Regions from separate parts of the Rattus norvegicus genome. Here region 1 is linked to region 2. A link is a contact called in public Hi-C data. All regions are on one chromosome and are shown on one strand. Each heading gives the region's core, a stretch centred on a gene start, on an enhancer-like site or on the middle of the called end of the contact. The rest is flanking DNA. Distances are from core to core; before and after follow the strand shown.

Evidence for each region. A called contact is a pair of places that touch in the nucleus more often than the background predicts.
Region 1: a contact with region 2 is called in a Hi-C map of the A7r5 cell line, with 5 times the contacts expected there. The contact joins the enhancer-like site here to the promoter of 4930402F06Rikl in region 2. A contact is called at or near these places in 6 of 12 Hi-C or Micro-C datasets (the A7r5 cell line, the Rat2 cell line, frontal cortex and 3 more).

What each region holds. Positions count from the first base shown.
Region 1 is chr3:39,290,070-39,292,769 of GRCr8, forward strand. No RefSeq gene overlaps it. Among named protein-coding and RNA genes, the nearest start is that of Dab2ip, 21 kb to the right of the region's middle. Within about 2 kb of position 1,257, at least 18 of the 93 cell types and tissues checked have an H3K27ac peak or open chromatin away from gene starts, as enhancers often do. A contact at or near this core is called in the A7r5 cell line, where this site is marked.
Region 2 is chr3:39,125,610-39,128,309 of GRCr8, forward strand. It overlaps 4930402F06Rikl (RIKEN cDNA 4930402F06 gene like), which reads right to left and starts at 1,334. Exons shown (of 7, transcript NM_001037366.2): 1 at 1,022-1,334.

The sequences.
Region 1 (2,700 bases), core at 7-2,506, 160 kb after region 2:
CACACACAGACACCACACACCACACACACACCACACACCACACACACAACACACACACACAGACACACACACAGACACACACACAGATGCATACACACACAGACACACACACACATACACACACACAACACACATAGACACACAACACACACACACAGACACACACACACATACACAGACACATTCTTACCTAAGACATTTATACACACGCTTACCTAACTAAAACAATTATACACACACACTTAACTAAAACTCTCTCTCTCTCTCTCTCACTCACACACACACAGACACACACACACACACACTTACCTAAGACATTTATACGCACACACTTACCTAACTAAAACAATTATACACACACACACACACACACACTTAACTAAAACTCTCTCTCTCTCTCTCTCTCTCTCTCTCTCTCTCACACACACACACACACACACACACACACACACACACACACACAGAGGAATATTATTCAGCCTTAGGGAAACACAGCATTCTGATGTTACTACAATGTGGATGAACCTTTGGAATGAGGCAGACAGATTGGTAAATATTGCATGATTTCATTCATGCGAGGTACCCAGAGTTATCATATTTGTAGGCACAGACACTGCCCTTATTAAGCATAATTCTTTTGCTTCCTTGTTTGAGTAAAGCCTCAGGATATAACCTGGCTGGCCTCTAACTCACAGTCCTCCTGCCTTGCTCCAAGGTCAGGCCTGACTTGGTTCAGAACCTTGGTTCACAGCCTTCCTCAGACCCGGACCATTCGGCACTAGCTGTTTGGGCACTTTAATAAACACAAGTCTCTGGGCCTCTTGGCTCCTTGTATGGAGTGGACTCTGCTGTTTCCACACGGTGGGAGGGGAAAGCCCCTTTAAGAGTGGCTTAGGCTTGGCCTGGGTCCTGGGCTCAGGCGGGGAGGACACAGACATTTTCAGCGCCCAGTTCTGCAGCTCTGACCTTGGTCTTTGCTTCAAGCGTTTCCTGTCATGGCAGTGGACCGCTCACTCCACCGGGTAGAGGGACAACACCACCCAGAGGCTTGGAGAAGGTGCTCGGAGGCCCAGTCAGACCAACGTCAACTCTGCAGACTTTGTTCAAACTAAACGTTATCTCGCTACTTCCCGACTTGCAGGCTCCCCGCTGTTCTCTGCCTTCTGTTTCATTTTAAACCAGGGGACAAGTCTCTTTACCTATTTTGGTCTTGGACAGGGAGTCTCCTCCGGTTCCCACCAGGGGGCGCGCGTGGGCCTTGCAAAGACGACCCAAGGATCTCAGGGAAGAAGAGTGGAACCAGAGAGGTAGGGAAGCCTGGGACTTCAAGGATGTCCATAGATGAGGACCCGGTTCTGGAAGGTGTCTTGTCCCTCGGTGTGCTGGTCTAGAAAATGGGCGGAGGACCACTAGAGCAAAGCTTCTCAACTTTTTTTTTTTAAATTAACATGATTTATTCTATTTTTAAAAAGAAATATTTTATTTTTTGGAGAATTTCATGCACGAGTCACCTGGATATCTTCTCTGAAAACAGGCTTTGAGTCAGGGTCTGCGTATGGCCTCAGACACGGCGTTTCTGACTGGCTCCCATGTGGTGTGCTTACCAATTATCCTGGAATTATCTTCAGAGTACCTTCCAGCCTGGACCGCAGGTGAATTTCTGGGCTGGACAGGAAGACCATCTTATCTCCCTTGTCAGGCACCCGTAATTCTAGCACTCAGGAGGTAGAGGCAAGATGACTACGTGAAGTTGGAGGCCAGCCTGGTCTATAGTGAGTTCTAGGTTAGCCTAGGTTATATACCAGGTCTAGGCTACATACATAGCCAGGCCATTTCGAAACATAAACCAACCAGCCCAGTGGTGGTCCATGCTTTTAATCCCAAGACTGGGACAACAGAGGCAGGCAAATCTCTGTGAGTTCGAGCCTGGTCTACAAAGGGAGTTCCAGGACAGCCAAGGGGAACCCTGTCTCGAAAACCCCCAAATCAACCCAACCCAACCCAAACCAAACCAACCAAATAAACGAAAAACCTCAATGCTTCTGCAGAGTGGCCTCCTGTGTCCATACACTCACTCACCATAGGTGTTTACTCGGCCTCTGTGCTGAGCCGCTGCTGTCGCTGAGGAGAGAGACAGGTAAGACTCACACGGGTGCGGGGGAGGAGGCTGCTGTGGGAAGTCTGAGAGGTGCCTGTGCCTAGGTGTGAGGACGGTGGGGAAGAAACAGGCTTTCTTATGTAGTCCAAACAGGTCTGAAGCTCACAGCCATCCTCCTGCCTCAGTTTCCTGAGGGAGATTACAGGCTCATCCACTGTACCGACTGCAAGTTTTTACTAACTTTGAAATTAAAGGAGGGTTTGTGGTGTGGGGGAGCTGTCTCAGGAAAAAAAAAAAAACCCTCCAGCCCCAGCCAAGCCTTCATCAAATAACTAGGACCCTACACAGTATAGCGGGTGCTTGCCAACAATCTTGACGACCCAAATTCAATCCCTAGATCCCACATAGTAGAGAGAACCAAGTCCCACGCTCCTCTCTCTGTACATGTGCTCTGAGGCTCATGTGTGCCCCCACCAACACGCATACACATACAGATGCTCACACATGTACACACACAGATGATAAATAATAAATAAATATAGCTAACAAAACAAAAATGACCACAGCCATACAGACACTTGATGACAAATCCATAAGATACA
Region 2 (2,700 bases), core at 84-2,583:
AGAAAATACCTGAAGAAAATATCTGACCTAAAAGATCATTATTAAGGAGTCTAGCTGGGGCTGGAGAGATGGCTCAGTGGTTAAGAACACTGGCTGTTCTTCCAGAGGTCCTGAGTTCAATCCCAGCAGCAATGTGGTATCTTGCAACTATATCGATTATGGGGTCTGATGTCCTCTCTGTCGTGTAGGCACACATGCAAATACAGCACTCATATACAAAAATGAATAAATCCTTTTTTAAAAGTTTAGCATGTATACACTGCTTTGATAGATAAATTGGAATTGGCCAACAAGATGGCTCAGTCAGTAAGGGTGCTTGCTACTGAGTCTGAGGACCTGAGTTTAGTGACTGGGACCCACATGGTAAAACAAGAGAACTGATTCCCTCATGTTGTCCTATGTCCACTACAGGGGACCACCACATAAGTAAATATGCTAAAACAAATTTAATTCAGCAGAAAATGGAGCAGAAATCAAAATTTAACCAAATTTTTCCAAATGGGATTTATAAGAAAATGATTATCATAAAAGCTTAAGAAATTTAAAAAATCCCAGACAACAAGAATACAAAACCCAAACCAAAACAATGTCAAAATAAAAACCACACACCCAGAGCAAATTGTTCCACCAGCAATCATTTCCAAGCTTCCCAGACTTAGAGTGATGCAGGAAGCTTTGGAAACTCTCAGTGCCTAAGTCCTACAAGAGGCCAGCTGAACAACAGGAATCTTTGGGATGAGCCCCAGATGTGAATATTCTCAATCCAGGAAATTCCAAAGGGCAGCCAATTGTGAATTGTGAATAAATGGTGTGTCCCCTGCCACTAAGAAAGACAAAAACCCCCTTGGGTTGCCTTTGAATTCTGGAGGCGGTCTTCCACAAGCAGAAATGTCCGACTGTTTCCTGTCCATCTAATACACACACACACACACACACACACACACACACACACACACAGCAGTGAGCTTCCCGAGAAACCCTGGAGGAAGTCTTCAAGTGGTCCCTGCTATTGGCGTCTTACCTTCCCCAGTGGAGGCTGGTGACCACTGTGACCTCCGTGTCCTTGAGATGTCCTTTGAGATGGATGGAGAAGGTAGTCGAAGCTCACTTTGAACACTTGAAGCAAGGACCACTGAATTCCAGATCACCTCTCAGTGTGTGCTGTGTTGCTACCACAAAGTACCAGAGGCTGGATTCTTTACAAAGAGAAAAAAAATGTGGCCTCCAGCTCCAAACATCCAAGAGCATTTCAACAGAATCCACTCCACTTCTGGTGAAAACCCTGTGGCCGTAAACCAGAGGCACTTTTGTGTAGAGGTCTGAGAGGTGGGCGGGTGGGGGAGGAGTTGCCAAGCTTGCTAACAACCATGTCACAGAAGCCCATCTCCAGAGCGACAGCTCACTCACAGAAAAGCATTCATCCCTATTCAATGCCTAACACACTGCCCACTGGCCCAAACCTCAATGTGAGCTTCTTGGGAGAGAACCATACCTCAACCATGCCATACCTTCAAACAGTAGCACCCTGTGACCACATAAGCACCGTGTCTCTCCTTTAAGTGAGCATTAAGATTATCCCCTCATTCCCATATGCATTTTGTATTAATTGTGGTATATGTAGGCTTGATTTTAGCTTATTGTTAATTTTACAGACTGCACAGCACATCTGCAACAGCACTGTCCACCCCACGGATGACCACTGCCAACCTCACCGATGGCCACTGCCAACCTCACCGATGGCCACGGTCCACCCCAGCCCATGGTCACTGTCCACACCACCAATGGTCACTGTGCACCCCAAGTCATGTGCACTGTCCACCTCACAGATGACCACTGTCCACCCCATCCCATGGCCACTGTCCACTTCACCAATGGCCAATGTCCACCCCACAAGTGACCACTGTCCTCTCACAGATGGTCACTGTCCACCACACCCATGGCCACTGTCCACCCCATCCCATGGCCACTGTCGACCCCACAAATGGCCGGTGTCCACTTCACCGATTGCCAAAGTCCACCCCACAAGGCCACTGTTGACCCCAACACATGTCCACTGTCCACCCCACTAATGCGCACTGACCTTCCCACACATGGCCACTGTCCACCCCACTGGTGGCCACTGTCCACCACACATGATCACTGGCCACCAAACCAATGGCCACTGTCACCCCACTGATGGCCACTGTCCACCTCACTGGTGGCCACCCTCCACCCCACTGGTGGCCACCCTCCACCCCACCAATGGCCACTGTCCTCTTACTCTTCCTACATAAAATCCAGAGCTCAGTTATATGAATTCCCACTAATGGACACCAGAGGTCAGGATTTCCAAGGAGAACCGGTTTCTGAAGTGATTATATTCTCTTTGGTGCTATTGAAGGTAGCAGTATGTGTAGACGGGGTGTTAATTCTTCATATAAGTGGAACTAGCTCTGTAGCTTAGTAGGCATAGTGTGGGGTGGACAGTGGCCATCGGTGGGGTGGACAGTGGCCATGGGTTGGGGTGGACAGTGGTCAACAGTTGTTTTCTGTTAGTGAAACCTTAAATAATGTCACACCAGTGGCCCCAACATTGGCTCTAATCACATTTCTTGAGATGGGGTGAAGGTTGCCACCCCGTGTAGTATAAATCACTTAGCTGTGTCCTTGTATCCACCCTCTTCATGCCAGTTGCATGCACACTCACGAACCAGTTAGGAC